Regions from separate parts of the Mus musculus genome. Here all the other regions are linked to region 6. A link is a contact called in public HiChIP or PLAC-seq and promoter capture Hi-C data. All regions are on one chromosome and are shown on one strand. Each heading gives the region's core, a stretch centred on a gene start, on an enhancer-like site or on the middle of the called end of the contact. The rest is flanking DNA. Distances are from core to core; before and after follow the strand shown. Region 1 overlaps Nf1 (neurofibromin 1). Region 2 holds the start of Wsb1 (WD repeat and SOCS box-containing 1). Region 3 holds the start of Ksr1 (kinase suppressor of ras 1). Region 4 holds the start of Evi2a (ecotropic viral integration site 2a). Region 5 overlaps Gm30470 (a long non-coding RNA gene). Region 6 holds the start of Tmem97 (transmembrane protein 97).

Evidence for each region. Promoter capture Hi-C pulls out the DNA fragments that hold promoters and counts their contacts. HiChIP or PLAC-seq counts read pairs in DNA pulled down with a chosen protein or histone mark.
Region 1: a promoter capture Hi-C map of hippocampal neurons shows a contact between it and region 6, with 5 times the contacts expected there. The contact joins the enhancer-like site here to the promoter of Tmem97 in region 6. A contact is called at or near these places in 7 of 39 promoter capture datasets (the 3T3-L1 cell line, the C10 cell line, embryonic stem cells and 3 more) and 1 of 115 datasets of contacts at active chromatin or transcription factors (astrocytes).
Region 2: a promoter capture Hi-C map of embryonic stem cells shows a contact between it and region 6, with 3 times the contacts expected there. The contact joins the promoter of Wsb1 here to the promoter of Tmem97 in region 6. A contact is called at or near these places in 10 of 39 promoter capture datasets (the 3T3-L1 cell line, 3T3-L1-derived adipocytes, the C10 cell line and 6 more), 1 of 484 Hi-C or Micro-C datasets (embryonic stem cells), 4 of 115 datasets of contacts at active chromatin or transcription factors (embryonic forebrain, embryonic stem cells, large pre-B cells and 1 more) and 1 of 9 other capture datasets (adipose tissue).
Region 3: a promoter capture Hi-C map of embryonic stem cells shows a contact between it and region 6, with 2.3 times the contacts expected there. The contact joins the promoter of Ksr1 here to the promoter of Tmem97 in region 6. A contact is called at or near these places in 8 of 39 promoter capture datasets (cranial neural crest, embryonic stem cells, hematopoietic stem and progenitor cells and 4 more), 1 of 484 Hi-C or Micro-C datasets (embryonic stem cells) and 5 of 115 datasets of contacts at active chromatin or transcription factors (embryonic forebrain, embryonic stem cells and forebrain).
Region 4: a contact with region 6 is called in an H3K4me3 HiChIP or PLAC-seq map of pro-B cells, with 6 times the contacts expected there. The contact joins the promoter of Evi2a here to the promoter of Tmem97 in region 6. A contact is called at or near these places in 5 of 39 promoter capture datasets (the C10 cell line, the HPC-7 cell line, hippocampal neurons and 2 more), 1 of 484 Hi-C or Micro-C datasets (B cells), 5 of 115 datasets of contacts at active chromatin or transcription factors (acute myeloid leukemia, bone marrow-derived dendritic cells, double positive thymocytes and 2 more) and 1 of 9 other capture datasets (adipose tissue).
Region 5: a contact with region 6 is called in a promoter capture Hi-C map of liver, with 2.5 times the contacts expected there. The contact joins the enhancer-like site here to the promoter of Tmem97 in region 6. A contact is called at or near these places in 11 of 39 promoter capture datasets (the 3T3-L1 cell line, the HPC-7 cell line, cranial neural crest and 5 more), 2 of 484 Hi-C or Micro-C datasets (cerebellum and embryonic stem cells), 2 of 115 datasets of contacts at active chromatin or transcription factors (bone marrow-derived macrophages and microglia) and 1 of 9 other capture datasets (macrophages).

Annotation. Positions count from the first base shown.
Region 1 is chr11:79,402,785-79,405,647 of GRCm38.p6, reverse strand. All of the region lies in intron 5 of Nf1 (neurofibromin 1), which reads right to left. Among named protein-coding and RNA genes, the nearest start is that of Nf1, 64 kb to the right of the region's middle. Within about 2 kb of position 1,572, at least 22 of the 459 cell types and tissues checked have an H3K27ac peak or open chromatin away from gene starts, as enhancers often do.
Region 2 is chr11:79,253,228-79,256,245 of GRCm38.p6, reverse strand. Wsb1 (WD repeat and SOCS box-containing 1) reads left to right here and starts at 1,551. Exons shown (of 9, transcript NM_019653.3): 1 at 1,551-1,893. The coding sequence starts at 1,854.
Region 3 is chr11:79,144,885-79,147,862 of GRCm38.p6, reverse strand. It overlaps Ksr1 (kinase suppressor of ras 1), which reads left to right and starts at 1,390. Exons shown (of 19, transcript NM_013571.3): 1 at 1,390-1,808. The coding sequence starts at 1,584.
Region 4 is chr11:79,529,162-79,532,000 of GRCm38.p6, reverse strand. It overlaps Evi2a (ecotropic viral integration site 2a), which reads left to right and starts at 1,392. Exons shown (of 2, transcript NM_010161.3): 1 at 1,392-1,632. The region is part of intron 36 of Nf1 (neurofibromin 1); the gene reads right to left. It overlaps Evi2 (ecotropic viral integration site 2), which reads left to right and starts at 1,392. Exons shown (of 4, transcript NM_146023.4): 1 at 1,392-1,632.
Region 5 is chr11:79,228,028-79,230,975 of GRCm38.p6, reverse strand. The region is part of intron 1 of Gm30470 (a long non-coding RNA gene); the gene reads right to left. Among named protein-coding and RNA genes, the nearest start is that of Gm30470, 4.8 kb to the right of the region's middle. Within about 2 kb of position 1,540, at least 52 of the 459 cell types and tissues checked have an H3K27ac peak or open chromatin away from gene starts, as enhancers often do. A contact at or near this core is called in the HPC-7 cell line, cerebellum and liver, where this site is marked.
Region 6 is chr11:78,549,432-78,552,646 of GRCm38.p6, reverse strand. Tmem97 (transmembrane protein 97) reads left to right here and starts at 1,912. Exons shown (of 3, transcript NM_133706.2): 1 at 1,912-2,119. The coding sequence starts at 1,994.

The DNA of each region.
Region 1 (2,863 bases), core at 323-2,822, 850 kb before region 6:
TTTATCCCAACACTTGGGAGGCAGAGGCAGGCAGATTTCTGAGTTTGAGGCCAGCCTGGTCTACAGAGTGAGTTCCAGGACAGCCAGGGCTACAGAGAGAAACCCTGTCTCGAAAAACAAAAAAAAGAAAAAAAAAAAAAACAGAAAAAAACAGAAAAATAAAAAGTAGCTACTCAGGATCCCACTAGCCCCACCCACATTTTCCCCTCTGTTGTCTTTTGTTTTCTTGACAACGTCCCAACTGAAGTGAGACAGAATCTGAAAGAGGTTTTAATTTCCATTTCCCTGATGTCTATGAATGTTGAAAACTTTTTCCAAGTATCTACTGGTCATTGTATTTCTCCTATTAGGGACTCTATTCAGCTCATGAGCCTATCTACAGACTCTAAAATGATTTTAGAGTTTAATTTTAGCAGTTATTTATATATCATAGATACCAGTCCCCAGCCAGATGTAAGCCTGGAAATTTCTTTTCCCAAGCCTGTAAATGGTCTCTTTACTCTAGTGACTGTGTCCTTTGCTTGGTAGCGATTTCTAATCTCATGTAACTCTCTCTGCCACGTCTTGGTATTGTTTCCTGTGCTATAGTCCTTTTCAGAAAATTCTTGTCTATGCCTATGTCTTCAAATATTTTTACCTGTCTTCTTCTTTCATTAGAGTTTTGATATACTGAATGTCATGGTTTGAATATGCTTGGCCCAGGAAGTGGTCTTGTTGGAGTAGGTGTGTCACTGTGAGCGTGGGCTTTACAACCCTCATCCTAGCTGCCTGGAAATGAATACTCTGCTAGCAGCCTTCAGATGAAGATGCAGAACTCTCAGCTCTGCCTGTATCATGCCTGCCTGGTTACTGCCATGCTTCTCCCCTGATGATAATAGACTGACCCCTGAACCTGTAAGCCACCCACAATTAAATGTTGTCCTTTATAAGACTTGCATTGGTCATGGTTTCTGTTCACAGCAATAAAGCCCTAACTAAGACACTGAATTTATTGTTGCACAATATGTATAGAAATCCAGTTTTCAAGCTGGAGAGGTGGCTCAGAGGTTAAAGAGCACCAACTGCTCTTCCAGAGGTCCTGAGTTCAAATCCCAGCAACCACATGGTGGCTCACAACCATCTGTAATGGGATTTGATGCCCTCTTCTGGTGTGTCTGAAGACAGTTACAGTGTACTCATATAAATAAAATAAATCAGAAAGAAAGAAAGAAAGAAAGAAAGAAAGAAAGAAAGAAAGAAAGAAAGAGAGAAAGATCCAGTTTTCCCAGCACCACTTGTTAAAGAGGGCACCTTTTCTCCAATGCATGTTTTTGATAGCTTTGTCAGAAACTTAGGTAATATGATGGCTAATCTTGTTTGTCAACTTGACTATATCTGGAATCACACCTGTGAAGGAACATGGAAGGAGAAACTTTTCACTTTTGCCTGCCTGCCTGCACTCCCCCTAGTCAAGTGCACTTCTCCTGTTGCTAAGGTAAATAGGAGCCTAAAGGCACTGGCTGGTAAGGGGTGGGATCCTGTAACTTGAGATGGAGAAGTGTAGGGGACAGGTGCTGAGGACTTTGACCCTTCAAATTCTGATGCGTCTGTCTCACCTGTGGCAGTAGTCTGCCCACTCTTAGTGTAGGGTGCGGCCCCACTGTCACACCTTGCAATATTTCCTTTTGTACCTTGGCCTGAGGAAATTAATCCTTTGTTGTCTACAAATTTCAGTGACTTTCACTGAAAGAGAAACATCAAGCAAGGCAATACTGATGCCGCTCAGTGTCTGTCGACAATAATTGCCTCTGAACTATAATCAGTATCAAGGCTAAGAAGGCTTCTAGGAGCGAAACAGAAAGTGAAATTCACAACAAAGGTGTGGTACAATACTAAAGTTTACTGAGTTTGTGAATTCATTCAAGCCGTAGTCTGGGCAATATATATGAGAATGGATTTTTAAGGGCATGAAATAATGGTGAAAAAAAAACCATAAAACTGAATCAAGCTGAATTTATTGATATGGGCCCACTGAGTTAAGGTTCTAAGTTCAATACAGACGTTCTTACAGTTAAAAAGGTATCAAAAGCGTGACTGGTTGGCTAAGCACTAGCCATACTCTACTGAAAGGGAACTGTGGATACCTGATGTCCCTTGACTTAGTATTGATGAAGGGATTTTAGGGTTCAGAGAAACTGCAATGATGGGTGTGCTGTATAAAACCGAATCCTCCACAATGGGAAGGCCCAGAAGACATTCTCTTCACTAATCCTGTGAGGCACAAAATGGTAAGAGGGGCACCAGGATTTGAAGGGCTTTGCCCCCGCTCTTCTCTTTGTGCCAGACCTTAAGGTTGGAGACACTGATGCTCAATCCAAAAAGTTAAATGGGATGGGCTTAATTAGGCCCCCAGAGTAGCAGGGCCAGGTATCAGCACTGCATTGCCAAAGGCAAGGCGAGAATATTTATCATGAAGGGCAGCACAGACAGAGTAACTTTTATGATGGCATGACTCCTACGGATCTTTTTGTACTGGCTAATAATGCTTCCAGGAATATATGTTTTTATTTTGTTTTGTTTGTTTTTACATCTATATAAGCAAAAAAAAAAATTCTCAAACAAACAAAAAGAATACTGCAGAGTAGCAAAGGGGTATCTCAACTTATCAATCAATTTCCAGACTTGAGCTAGTTTGCAGACCCCAAAGTCCTTGAATGATGAGAAGGCTAGGTCCCCCTGAGGACCTTGCTAAAATACCTAAAAGTTTTACTGTTAGCCCTTCTCCCATCCTATGACCTTTTACAAGGGTAAATGTACTCTGGGAAAAAGGAAACAATCAGGTTTTCCAGGGTTTACTGGACACTCGTTTTAAACTGACACTGGT
Region 2 (3,018 bases), core at 302-2,801, 700 kb before region 6:
AGCCAGGTTGGCCTCATACTTGCTATATAGCAGAAGTGATCTTAAGTTCTTGATTCTTGTGCCTTTGCTTGCCAAGAGCTGGGCTTTCGAGCATGTACCATTTGCTTTAGGTTTCTGAGGAACTGGAGCTGGACTCCATGGTTCCTGTATACTAGACAAATATTTTACTAACTGAGCTATACCCCCCTCCTCCAGCCCTGCAAGTTTGTGAAATCTGCATATTTTTGTATGAAAACTCAAAAAAAAAATAGCTGGGAAGATGGCTCAGAGGTGAAAATGCAAACCTGACCGTTCGAAAGCCCAGAACCCAGGTTAAAGCAGAAGGCAGGAGATTACAGACTACTACTCTACAATCCCTTCACTCTAACAGGGCTGTCAGGGAGTCGGGAAGTTACAGGGCCAGCTAGCATGGTATACAAGCACTGAAATCATGAGAGACCCTGTCTCAGGAAAGGTGGGAGGTGAGGACTCATATCCTAGGATGTCATCTGACCTCTGAATGCCTGCATTCACACAGAAGCATTTAAGACACATGAACTCTCAAAAAAAAAAAAAGACTCAAAAACATGCACATATCTCATACACACATAATAAATAAATAAGCTAAAAACATTAGGGGACAATAATGGTCTGTATTTGACAAGATTGAATTTTCTTTTTCCTTCTACTGTTCGTCAGGCAGCACCATTGCCGTGCATGAAGTTCTGGACAAACATATTGTCAAGCAGTAACCAAGTAATTTTTTTTAAAGAAGGGGATGATTTATTTCTATTAATCATCATGATCTTAAGAATTTCTACCTTGGGCAAAGGGACATGCACACAGTACATGCACTACCTATGGTGTTTGAGATCTAAAGTTATGCTGGGCAATTCTGTCTTCCAGGAGTATCTGAGAAAATCTAAGCCGTTATCTGTTATCCTTTGGAAGAAAGAGTCCCGCAAGGGCCACTAAAATGCAATGACATCATTTATAGATGGTACTTAGATTGAGATGTGGGGCACACCCAAACAATGATGTGGAATAGCTAGCTGCTTCCTAGAGACCTCAACTTCTGTGGAAGAAGGGCAGATTCTGAGGTAGAGGTCATATTGGCCAGCTCTTCAGGAGACCTGACTTTAGGGACCAATTAGAACAGAGGCAGTCTTGGGGAGGCCTCAGAGGTGCCCATCACCCTGGGTCTCCTTCATCAACTGAGTCTTTCCTAAAACCAGTTTGTTCTGTCCTGACCAATTGGACACCACTATGCTAGTTTCCATCATATCTTTCTTCAGCGCAACCTTCACTTCCCAGGTACTAAGGAGCCAGAGACGTAGCTAAAAGGGATTAAGCACGTGAAACGTCTACTTTGCCCTTTCCGGTTCGGTCACGTGCATTATATAATCCCGGGCTTGCCCTTGGCAATGAGCCTTCGACTTCGAAAATGCCCGCAGGTCGCGCTTTGAGGGCTCACGCCCGTCCGTGAATCCAGACCATCACGTCCCCTGCGTCGAGGGGCGGGGCCTGATGGTCTGACGTCACCCACTACACCCCGCCTCCCAGATATTATCAGTGCCGCCCGCCATCTTGTCTCAGTGTCTGGTTTGGCGGCGGAAGCATTGGCGGGCTGTGTGAGTCTGTGAGTGGAAGGCGCGCCGGCTCTTTTGTCTGAGTGTGACCCGGTGGCTTTGTTCCAGGCATTCCGGTGATTTCCTCCGGGCAGTCCGCAGAAGCCGCAGCGGCCGCCCGCGCTCTCTCTGCAGTCTCCACACCCGGGAGAGCCTGAGCCCGCGTCACGCCCCTCAGCCCCCGCTGAGTCCCTTCTCTGTTGTCGCGTCCGAATCGAGTTCCCGGAATCAGACGGTGCCCCATAGATGGCCAGCTTTCCCCCGAGGGTTAACGAGAAAGAGATCGGTGAGGCTCGGGATGGAGGGGGAGCGCGGGGTCTACCGGCAGAGCGTGAAGGGGCTGGCTCCGGGGCCCGGGGGGAAAACGGGGGTGGGGGATGGGAGAACGGGGAAGTCCGATGCCAAGGCCCACGAGCGCGGGGGACCGGATGCCCGGGCTCCGGAGAAATGGAGAGGAGCAAGGACTGACGCTGCGTGGCGGGAGGAAGCGGTCCCGCGATGGGCGTCGGCCGGGAGTGAATGGACCCAGAGCGGGCCTCCCGAGTTTGCTCAGCGCCGGGCAAACCCTAGTGACACCATCACAGCTGGGGTGCGGATCGGACGTCCTGGGATTCTCCCGGCTGTGTCTTGGATATCGAATGGACCTGGAGAGTTACTAGCATAGGCTAAGTGGTCTATCCTAGGCTCTCTTTGGTGGGAAGAAGTTGTGAACTTTTGTGTTTTTTGAGGCGCAGCAGGAACAGCAGCATCTGTATGTCCGGTACTCTATTGAGAAAGGGACCTGGAGAGGTGTCAGCGGCGTAGAAAAAAAAGTTTTAGTGTTTTTTAAAGGATGGCGTTATGAAAGTGAAGGGTTCTAAGGAGGGAATATGTTGCCCACCTACACGGGGGGGTGGGGGTGGAAGGAGCCGTGAGAATAGGTGGAATGGCTGAAGGAGGGCTATTGTACAGAGGATGTAGCCGTGGCTAGACCTGTCACGCGTCTGGCTGAAGCCTGGACAATGGGGAGTGGAAGGGCGTGGGCCAGACCTGCCCGTTGGCCCCTTTAAAGCACTTAGCATTATTTAAATTCTCTCAAAGGAGTCACCTTTGAGCCCATTGGATGACATTCGTTGAACAAAATTATCGTCAGTAGACACTGACTTTACAGTTTTGTCAATTGGATTTTCATGTCCATGCTAAAGGTAGGGGCAGGACTCCATGAGTGTGTGAAGAGTTCCAGGTCAGGCTATAACTGAGCTACTACCCTCTTTAACAAGGCACTGTCACACTTCCTTTCTGGTCGTGAAATCGGAGGATGGAATGTGAGGAAGAACTTGAATCTGGTTAGCCTTGTTCAGTGATGACTCATGATGTAAGTGCTATGCAGATAGGTTGGGTTTTAGGGCTGGTTCCCACCCACTGCCCCATT
Region 3 (2,978 bases), core at 141-2,640, 600 kb before region 6:
CTAACTGCTGAGCTATCTGTCTAACCCAACACTGTTTTTGAGGCAAGACCTCACTATATATGTAGCCCAAGCTGGTCTTGAATTCACTATTTGACCAGATTGGTCTTGAACTCACAGAGATCCTCCTGCCTCTGCCTCTGGAGTGCTGGGATTAAAAGTGTGTACACTTGACTTCAGTTTTTACTTCTTTTTTCGAGACAGGGTTTCTCTGTGTAGCCCTGGCTGTCTTGGAACTTGCTCTGTAGACCAGGCTGGCCTGGAACTCACAGAGATTCTCCTGCCTCTGCTTCCAGAGTGCCACTGCCACCTGGCTCATTTTCACTTCATTTTTATTGCTAGAACATGTGAGGTGGACTGATGGGAGAGGAGAATGAGCAGGTGTGGTAAAGCTTAAATTAGGGCAGACTGGGAAACACCACTGCTAAGACCACTGACTGCTGAGGCTCAGGGTCTCATCTAGATAGTGTGAAGTTAGAAAGGAGCTAGCATGTATACTTGATCGCACATGCCAGCAGTTAATATGGGTGCTGTTAGAAACATAACTTTTTTAAAGAAACCCTCTAGACTAGATGGCTATGACTACCCTATTTGATGTGAAGGGGAAACTTGGGCACTCAGAGGAAAGCTATTTGTCCAAGTTCACATACTGGGTAGACCCAGGTTCTCTCTGGCTCGAAACTCTTAGAACTGTTCAACAAATTAATATTTTGCCCATGTGGCATCTACAGGGTATGGGGGGCACTAAATTTATTTTGTTGAGTAAATAGAACACAGAAGAAAGTCCTTTCTCCTTGCCTGCACAGTAACTTTGGTGTGACAATTCAGGGTCAAGCTCTATGTGAACACAAACACAGCCTCGTCGGGTGTTGTGAGATTTTGATGAAGGTGGGTGTTTCTTTTTCTTTTCTTTTGATAGTGTTGGGGAATCAAACCTAGGGCTTTGTGTTTGCCTGGCAAATGTTCTGCCGCTGAGCTACACTTTTAGCGCATTCCCATACATGGTAACCCCTAAACTCATACAAAAATTTTAGGACCCTCAATATCCTACAAGACAGGGGTTATCTGGGTCTGAGCCATCAGCCCCTTCCCCACCCCATTCGCCAGTCTCGGAAAGCTACTGATGTGTGTGCGCTTGCGTGTGTGAGAAGGGTGTAGTAGTGGGAGATGGGGGTAAAGGAATCAAACTCCCTAGACCACGACGCGCACGAATTGGAGCAGGCGCAGAGCAGCCCCTTCTAGACGTCAGGCGGGGCCGAAGTGCGGGCGGGGCCCCGAGGGCGCGGGCCAGAAAGCAGATGCGATGCGCGGACTACAAGTCCCAGAATGCGTCGCGGCCCCGATCCGGCCCCCGCTGTCGCTTAAAGGCTCCAACAACCACAGCCGTCGGGTAGTGGAGGCTTTCGCTTTGCCGCCGCGTCTGGGCGGGAGGAGGAGCGGACTGGGCAGCAGGCTTTCGGGACTGCAGGCTTAGGCGGCGCCAAGGGGCGCTCCTAGTGCAGCCTTCCTGGCTCGGGGCTTTCCTGCCGAGGCGCCCGTGTCCCCGGGCTCCTCGCCTCGGCCCCCAGCGGCCCCGATGCCGAGGCATGGATAGAGCGGCGTTGCGCGCGGCAGCGATGGGCGAGAAAAAGGAGGGCGGCGGCGGGGGCGCCGCGGCGGACGGGGGCGCAGGGGCCGCCGTCAGCCGGGCGCTGCAGCAGTGCGGCCAGCTGCAGAAGCTCATCGATATCTCCATCGGCAGTCTGCGCGGGCTGCGCACCAAGTGCTCAGTGTCTAACGACCTCACACAGCAGGAGATCCGGACCCTAGAGGTAAGGGGCCGTTGCGCCCCACGTCCGGACCCGGCGGTGGCCCGGGAGCCGCCCCACTGCTTTCCTTCCCGAGTTGCATCCTGCAGCGGGGTTGCTGGCTGGAGTCTTCCTCCCTTTCCCGAGCTCTCTGATGCGGCAGCGTGAGGACCTACGACCAGCTCTCACTTTGGAAGAATTTAGGGGAGGGGGGTGTTAGCGTGGAACTGGATCGAGTCTCGAAGACCAGCGTGCCGAGTAGGATGCACAGGGCACCCCACTGCAAACCCCTTTCCGCCTTCACCCTATTTCCAGTGCCCACAGTAGTCATTGTCCCACTGAATCACGCGCCGGTCTTTTCTCCGTGTGCTTTAAGTCCGGTAGCGTGGGCTGGGGCGATGTGGGGGACGTCCCTTGAAGTGTGAGCGTCGATCGATCGGTGGCACTGACTTTCCCCTCACTCCCCACTCTCCTTGTTGTCCGTTTCTTTCCTTTCCACCAGGTCTCTGCCGCTTTTCAAAAAGTGTTTGCTGAAACAGCATTTTTGCTGTTCAGGCGTTGGGGTGCTTGTCTTTGGAGATGTCACAGCGGTTCACTGCTTAAAATGAAATTACCCTTTGACTTCCCTACTCCACCCCAAACACTGAGCTTTGGCCTAGGAAGGATTATACTGGGGAAGGGAACCTTTGGTAAGAACAGGCTACTTAAGGGGGTTGCTGACAGAGATAACCTGGAGTGCAATGAGGAAACAAGATGTGTGAGCTCTCTTCTCTCAAATTATACAGTTGGGAAGTGCAGCATTAAAACGATTTGGAAGAACCAGCCAGAAAGGTGGTTGGCATTTCAGAAGGGGACGCTCCCCCACCCCCTTACACATTGGGGGGGAAACTAGTGCCTTCCCAACTTGCTTTTGCCCAGAGACTGGAAGACCTTTGAAAGTGAAGGGGTTATTTAGTAACTCTTTCCCTAAGAAGGGCCTTTCCCTGGCATTGCCACATTTGGTTTCTGTAGGTCTGAGGATGTCTTGTTAGATACATAATACCCTTTCTCTCTCCTCTCTCTCTCTCTCTCTCTCTCTCTCTCTCTCTCACACACACACACACACACACACACACACAATTGCTAATTGCATCTGCCAGCTGTCCTAGAGCCAGCTGATGATTGCTGTAATTATTACAAGACCAGCCCTCCCTC
Region 4 (2,839 bases), core at 143-2,642, 980 kb before region 6:
CTAATAAAAATGTATGTAGAGAGCATGACACTTTGCTGCTTTAAAACAATATTCTCAATTTTGCAAATATTTTGGAATCACTTTTGAAAATATAGGCAACTTTTTTGACTTTTAGTAAGAATCAAGGAGGCTGTGGCATTGGTCAGTTGACCGAGTACTTGCCTAGTGGATGTATGAAAGCTTAGGTGCAATTCCTAGCGCTCAGATGGATGTGGTGATAAAAGCCTGTGATCCCAGCACATGGGAGCAAGGCAAGATGACCATAAAGGCAAGGTCGTCCTCAGCTCCATATTGAGTTCTAGGCCAGTTTCAACTCCACAAGAAGCTGTTTCAGGCTGCTCTTTATTGAAGGAAAATGGAGGAGCAGTGGATCTGGGAAAGAGGAGGTACGGGGCAGACTGAGGAGAGGAGGGAGGGGAAGCTGTGGTTGGGATGGACTGTGAGAGGAGATTTAAAAAAAAAAGGAAAACCAGCAAAACCCAAAAATATTCAAAGCTACCATGGGCAACTTAATAAACTTGACTCAAAATAAAAAGGAGGGGAGGTGTGAAAGACTTGGCTCAGCAGGTGCTGGTCATGCAAACCTGGTGACATCAAAACCTACATAAAGGTAGGCGTAGATAACTGCGATCAGTCCCAGTGACACCATAAAAATAAATAAAAATTTAAATTATATAAATTAAAAGTGGTCATCTTTTTAAGGAGATGAGAAAGTGTCTAATGATCCCTGGAGATTAGTGTGGTGCTCATTCAGAAAAAGGGAGGAGATGATCAAAGACAGCGTTAGAGATGCGTGACATGTGTGGGGCTAGTGAGGAAACAAGCACCTCAGAAAACCTGAAGGGAGGATCGTAGTGAGACAGGATCAGAGGGGATCTGCTGTGACCCAGGCTTCGGTACGATCAGCAGAACCAAGGAGATCATCAGAGGAGTCTATCTGATTTCACACAAAACCGTGTAATCCATCCCGGACGAACAGACGTGTCTAATCTGAGGCAATGACACAACTGCACACACCACACCCTACAAGCATTCTCTGGCCCAAATTCTGCTCAGATCACTGCTGCAGTTCGCAGCTTGAAACGGCAGTGATGTGTGTGATCTTCCTAGCTGACAAACACCTCCACGGACTCGGTGATCCTCCTAGCTGACAAACACCTCCAAGGACCCCACATTTATGTTTTCAAATCAGTCTGTGATATAAAATTAGAAAAGTGATTTTAATGCCACACTAAAGATGCCATCATGTAATTTCCATTGAATAATACTAATTTCAAAAGCAGATAGTAGGCATAAACAATAAGCCATAGGTGGGAGAGAAAAGGGGGAAGGGGAAGGAAAGAGGAAAGCCCTCCCCATTCAGGGGGTGGAGACTGGCGCTACAAAGCCTCTTGTCATCCCATTGCCAGCTGGACAAGTCAGTCTTTGCTTTCCCCGTGACATGTAGTTGAGTTGCAGCGGAAAGGAAATGTGTCATCTGTGGTTTGGTTTTAAGAGTGGAAAGCTAGCTGTACATATCCTCTTTAAAAAACCCTGCAGATTTAAGTTTCACAGTCTCCAAAGTATTCTACTTAAAATAAGAAGAGCAGAACTGAGGTGGCTTACGAAGTGACGGCTGGGCGAGCTCTGAAGGTAGGTAGCACATGCGGCTCTCTTACTCCTCCCACTTATAACTGTTCAGGTTAGTAGAGAGGAAGGGCTTTTTCAAAGGTATATACATATATCTAACAATGTAGAATCGCTATGTGTTTTCTATTCCACTATGAAAAATTAAGTAAACAGCATAATCAATTAGATCTAGGAAAAATTTATAATTATTAATATGGAATTTAAATCAGGATGAGGAAGGTCTTGAGTTTGTACTCAAATGAGTTGAAAAGCTTTGAGTTGTTGTTGTTGTTTTGTTTTTAAATTAAGGAAATACATTCTCATTACTGCAGCTGAGGAATGACCTATCTGACTAAAAATAATGAGACAAAACCAAAACCAGAAAATCAAAACTTTGCTAAGCCAACTTGGCCTCTGGGGCATAAAATAGAGATGTAGGAACAGTTTCTGTTCTCAGGCAATTGTGAGCAAAGAGAGAGTCTGATGGTGCCAACAGCTTGTTTACTAGGGCATGACAGCACATCTGGCTGAAGACAACCAACAGCAGATCTATTATGTTGTCCTGTGGTACACGGCTAGCGTGTACAACACTGTGATGTATACAGCACTGTGAATGAACTAATGTGATTAAAATCACCTACATTAAGTCATTTAACACTGACTGCATAAGTCTACTCTGGTAGGAAAGGACGGACACTTCTTACTAAATCAATTTAAAGTGCTTTTTTTTTTGGTATGTGACTGACGTATAAAGTATCGTGAGAATCCTACCATCCAACTTGAAGATGAAGCGGAATACTATCGCACAAAAGCCAGTGCAGTTGATCTTTAAGCATCTACCAACAGTCATAATCTCAATAGTGATCGGACCCCAGAGCACTGGGGGCTCCCCTCTCCACTCTGCGTATAAGATATGAATCAAACTGTAGTTTCTAACTAGCATCATTTACTATATGCTATTTTTGTCTGTGCAACTTAGCATATCTCAACTGTTAATCTCAACTTCTGTGCTTTATTAGCATTTCGATATTGTCGAATGCCAGAGATTATACCATAGTAAACCTCCCTGGCTCAAGTGTGACCAGCAGGGTGGTATCTGTACTACTTAGGAGTAGTTTAGAGACAGAATCTTAGGCCCTAACCTAGACCTGAAAAAAAAAACTCCTCCACATAGTCAAGTTTGAAAGTAACAGCTATAAAACAATCTTAACAAGACAACTACACTCATTGA
Region 5 (2,948 bases), core at 291-2,790, 680 kb before region 6:
TGAATGCAGGGGAGTTGTGGAGGTTATACCTACCCCTACCTCTGGCCTAGCTCTACTTCCTAATCTGCCACCTTGTGAACAACTGTGGCCTCGTGTTCCCACCGTCATGCCTTCTCTGCCTGCTGGACCAAGTGACACAGGATATTTGTCCCTTAAGTTGATTCCGTCAGGAGCTTTGGCCACGGTAACATGAAAGTCCGTGACACGCCCCATTATACCTGCCTCTGCAGAGGGGTCAGGTTTCCTCTTGGATGATATTATATTATATTGGTAGAGCTGGGCAGAGAACCAGCCGACTCGTGTGAGCCTTCTGTGCTGCAAGGGTCTGCAGTAACTGGAAAGTGGTCAGGAAACCCACAAGTCAGAGGTGGCCCCCTCACCCCACCCCATCCCACCCCACCCCGCTGCCTCTATTTTCTCTCAGCCTGTTTTGTTTTCTTCAATTTCGTCAGGCCCCTTCGGTGGTGCCGGATAAGCTGCCCCAGCTCACTGCCGTCTTGCCACGGAATCCTACGCGATCTCATTTCTTCACCCCCTCCTTGGACTTTCGAATAAAGCCCTGTTTCAAATAAGTTAATCATTCTTAGATGTTGATTCCTTGTTTAGAAGCCAAATTCCTCACACCTGAGGAGATTCTGTCGCCTTCTCACGGGAGCTGCTGGCGCCTGGCTTTTGGGTCAGAAGGACTGATCAGGAACCAGACCCCCGGTCCCGGTTGGGCAGACATGAACATAGCCCGAGCTGGGAGGTTTGGATGAGAGACCTGGGGGCCACGCACCCAGCTTGTGCTGTGTGGAGAAAGCAGATCCCTCAACTGGGTCATGCTGCTCAATGCTTGGCCAAAGCCAAGCTGGCTGGGCTCGGTCCCATCTGGCTCCCAGCAAGAGGGTGTGCATATAGCAGTTTGGCCAGATGCCACACTCCATAGACGGCTGCCCAAAGGATGTCGCTGACATGGTGACTGAGGCTGCTATCCTGAGGAAGACTCCTGTGACTGACTGCTCAATTGGCTGTTGAATGATGTAATAATGTCTCCACACAAGTGGCATTGGCTCTTCCTTCCTTTCTGCAGTGCTGAGTCCTGGCAGCTACTTGACATGTGTTACCAACATTGGTTGAGCACTGACCACGGGTGCATTTTACTGTTCCTGCTGCTGGTCAGCAGTTCTGGGAAGTTTTATTGTTTTCCTTTGATGTCTGTGCAAGCCATGAGGCTAACTCCCTCCTCTAGGTGGAGGCGGTCACATGATCTCAAGGTCCAAGATGGTGCTGAATGCAGACTCCTGTTTTTTCTTCATAATGCTTGTGAGCGGATGCTAGGAAGAAAACAGCCAGGCTCCGCTGTGTCTTTGCCAACACCTCCCCGCCTTTCCCGGGGAGGCCAGCCATGATGTCAGGCTAACCCTTCCCCAACACACCCTACCCTTTTCACTGGATTGTGGAAAAAAAAAAACAAAAACAAACAAGGATTACCCCTGAATATAACGAGGCAATTGAAATAACCACACAGAGTGACTGTGGTCCCTGCCCTTTGCTCGGTGCCCAGGGAAATTACACCGGAGCTTGGCTAGGTTTTTGCTCCGCTCTGCTGTCCTTGGGTACACATATCACTCAAACAAATCATTTTTATTGCCCATGTGACAAATCTAACTCAAGCAGGCTGTAGCAGGATTCTGCAGGGCTGGGCTGGGCTGAAGGCAAGAAAAGAAGTAAGCTGGCCTCGAAACTCCCCTCGTTGATCAACACCTGACCAAGGCCGCAGGAGCCTCTTGTACCAGCAAGATTGGCCTCACTGGTCCAGAGATGACCTGGACAGAGTCCTCGAGGCTGGAATGGACTGGATGTAAGTTCTCTGTGTCAGCTCACAGATGCTCTTGATGGAGTGGACCAAATCCAGAACAAGGCAGGGCCGGCATCGTCATCAGTAACAAAGCTCAGTCATGCTTGTCACATGACCCTGAGGAAAGTTAGACTTTAATTCTTCTCCCAGAAGCCAGGCGCCATATCAAATGCTTGTGAAGACAAGGCCACCCTGATGTAAATGAGACCCTCTCTCAAAATAAAACCATCCTTTACATTAAAAAATTATTCATTTGGTGAGAGGTTTGAGACAGGGTTTCTCTGTGTAGCACTGGCTGTCCTGGAACTCACTTTGTAAACCAGGCTGGTCACAAACTCAGAGATCCACCTGCCTCTGCCTCTGCCTCTGCCTCTGCCTCTGCCTCTGCCTCTGCCTCTACCTCCTCCTCCTCCTCCCAAGTGCTGGGTTAAAGATGTGCACTACAAGTACTCAGCTAAGATTTGTGTGTGAGAGTGTGTATGTGTGTGTGGTGTGTGAGACAAGCAAGCCATATGCAAGTGGGTGCTCTCAGAAGTCCTAAGGGGGCACCCAACCCTCTGAAGCTGGAATTACAGGCAGTTGTGAGTCATCTGACACAGGTATTGTGAACCTAACTGGGATTCCCTGAAAGAGAAATAAGAGCCATCTCTCCAGGCCCCTTCCACCATCACATTTTAACTGAAACTAAGATATATTTTGTAATCAGCATGGTTTTCAAAAATCCTCATGGATGTGGTAGCATATAACTGTAATTCCAGCATTCAAAATCAAAACAAGACAAACAAACAAAAAAATCCCAGCATTCAAGAGACTAAGGCAAAAGGATAAGAAGTTGGAGGCAAGCCAAGTGTGGTGGCGCACACCTTTAATCCCAGCGCTTGGGAGGCAGAGGCTAATCTGGTCTACTGAGCAAGTTCCAGGGTGGCTGGGAAAACTCTGTCTTGAAAAATCAGAGGAGGAGGAAGAGGATGATGATGAAAAAGAGGAGGAAGAAGAGAAGGAGGAGGAAAAGGAGAAGAAGGGAAAGGAAAAACAAAAAAGAAAATTGGAGATAATCTGAACTCCAAGTAAAACTTTGAAAACAAAAAACAAACATAAATCTCTCAGC
Region 6 (3,215 bases), core at 663-3,162:
CTGTGCTGCTGTGTCTCTCTCCACCCTGCTCACTGCTCTCCTCACCCTCAGCAGTCACCTCAGAAACTGGCACCTGGCTTTGTCTAGGGCTTAGCTTACCACAGCTGTTTGATTTCCCACATTCCTTGAAACCAGGTCACCTGCCTCCCAGCTCTCCAAGGCCACATCTGAAGGTAATGCCTGGCTCTGCCCTCACCCACCTTCCTCTGTTGTTTCCTTAGTGCACTGGGTTCTCTGGGCATTGACCACATCTCTAGAGATCCTCCCACTAGAGCATTGCAGCCAGGCCTGGAAGGCAGAATATCCTGACACCAGAAATCTTACAGTACACCCCCAAACTCCTGGCCCACTGACATGCTCAGCAGGGCCTAAGTCATTTACCTCTCTACTTTCTAGTTATCAGTGCCTGTTGCCTCATCTGTCCCTGTCGTCCTTGGGTCCCACAGTCTATTATGTCAACCACTTGTCCACCTTCTTCGGCTCACCTTTATCTTCCTGACCACCCTCTCCCTGATGCATCCAAAATGCTTTCCTGAGCAGACCCAACACTGAGAGCCATCTACCTCAGCAACGCCAACCCCTCTGTCTTAGTACTATGGTAGCTACCACTGGGCACACAGACTACCCTACCTAACCCTAATTTTTGCTTTCCCTTAGCTATACTTTCCTTCACTTCTCTGGGCAGAAACTTCAAACCCATTTAGACATCCCAGTCTCCTTTGCTGAAATGGGCACACTGGAGCAAGCATGGTGCCTATGACTTTAATTCCAGCACTTGGAAGGCAGAGGCAGGGTGAATCTCTGTGAGGTTCAGGCTAGCCTTGTCTACACAGCCAGTCACAGGGTTACATAGTGAGAGGCTGTCTCAAAAAGTGAATACAAAAGAAAGAGAAGGACACGTGGGGTCCATTTCTCTACCTCTTCCCGACCAGTTGTCTACACTCTGTCTCCATTTCCCTACCTCCCAATACACTGCTCTCCAGCCATAGGACTTCTCATTGGTACTGGTGGACAGCACTCAGTGTCAACCGTGACACAGCTACTCCATTCTTCCCTGTGACCATCATTCGCTTGGTCATCTCCTCCCATGACCCTTATGATTCTGTAGGATCTCTTAATGCCCTTCGCTCTCTAACCTTCAAATGCTCTCACAAATCTAAACCAAGTTCATCCAACTGCCCGCCTGCCTGCTCAAGGTCTCTTTGGTTGGTTGGTTTGGTCTGAGACAGGCTCTATGTATCCCTAGCTTGCCTGTAGACCAGGCTGGCCTAGACCTTACAGATTTCTGTCCACACCCGGCCCTTTGGGGCTCTGGTTCAAATGGTGCAAGAGATGGAAGTCGGGCCTTCTTGAGTGCTAAGTAAATGCTCTATACTTAGCAGTACCCAAGCCCTAACCCTGCTCAGTGTATACAAAGCACAAACTTAATTTCCTTTCCCTTGAACCCAAGTCCTGTGTTCCCTATTCTCATCGAATGGCAGCCCCCATCTTGTCCCAGGCCTATCAGGGTCCATCATATAAAATCATTATTTGTGGGCTGAGCAGTGATTTTGGAGCCAGCAGGAAAGTCCGGCTCGCAGCGCTCCTAAACTGCCACTGCGGGTTCTGGTTTTACTGGCCCGGGGTCCCAATACGGAACAGAACCCAGCGAATAAAACACTCGTGGCACAGGGAAGACCAGCGCACGCAGCCCGAGGCTGCACACGCGCACCCGCCGACGTGGACCGCTCAGAGCCACGCCCCCTCACGCGGTACTCCCAGCAGCCAATGGAAACAACAGGTAGGCCATCATTCAAACTATAGCCCCGCTATATGGGCGGGCCACGAGGGCCTCCACCCACTCACGAGCCGCTTCTGTTTTTCCCCTTCGACCAATAGGTACGGCCTGTGTGAGCCGGGGGCGGGACGGCACAGCTCGGGCGCGGGGCTTCTAACCACGTAGCAGGCTTCTATCACCGGCTTGCCAGTCGTAGCCCAACGGACAGGAGGGAACATGGGGGCCCTGGCAGCTAGGCGCTGTGTCGAGTGGCTCTTGGGCCTCTACTTCGTCTCGCACATCCCCATCACGCTGTTCATCGACCTGCAGGCGGTGCTGCCGCCCGAACTATACCCGCAGGAGGTGAGGCTCAGGGGTCCCCACGTGGCCGTCCTGATTTCTGTTGGCTCCGTGCCTGACTTCGGCCCCAGCCGGCTGTCCCCAGCCGTTGACCACCGCTTTGTTTTTTTCAGAGCGGAACTGAGGGTGCAACCCAATGGTAGGGCGCATGCCTAGGAGGTCCTGGGTTTGAGCCCCATGTACTCGCCAATCCTTTGCAAAACCTTTGCCTGGGTGTGTTTCGCTCCCATGGTTTTAACTACGGCAGTTGGCTGAGGGAAGTTGCCTGGGTGAACCAGTGTCTGTCACGTGTTGAATCTATTGCGTTTGGATGGACTTTAAAAGTCCAGTGTAAGCCGAGAAAGAAAAAAAAGTCCTGCGTAGTAGAATAAAATGACTGAAGGGTTAGCCCTTGGTTAGTGCTCGTGGCATTCATACACTCCTTCTGGGTCTGGATCTAGCTTGAGGAGCAGTTGAGGAAATGTCGCTTTTCCAAGTCAGTTTTGAATTGTTTGAAGATGAGCTACCGTTCCCTGCGCTTTGGAGAGCATTCTTTGACCCGATTTTAAGGTCAAGATTAAGCATGCCTCTCCAATCTACTGACGGACTTATCCACCTAAATGTTTGAAATGGCTGAAATGCTCTTTAAATGTTTCTTCTTTGCAGGGCAGTTCTTAATCTTAAATCCGTAAATTCTCAATGGTGGCTGCAAAATGACATGTGCCTTGTGTTCTCTGAGAGGACATGACACAGGAATTGTCACCTACTCAACAAAGTTAAGGAGTGACACCATCAGCAGTGTCACCCCCCACTCCCTTAAGTCTTTTTGGTTTGTTTGTGGAACCACGGGATTGCAAAGACCTTTGATCTACAGGGGAAACCCGTAGGTAGCATGTGGCAAGAGCACCGGTCTGTGGTGCTGCTTTCCCAAGGACTGGCTGCCTGTGGACATGTTGAGGGCCCTATGGATCCTACTTTTTTTTCCCCTTAAAATAATAGTTCATTTGAATCCATTGCAAGAGGACCTCAGGCCAGGCTGTAACTGACATGTAGCTACAGCTTTAGATTGTAAACTCAAAAGATTGTGGGATTGAGGCTGTGGCTCCGTAGTAAAAACATT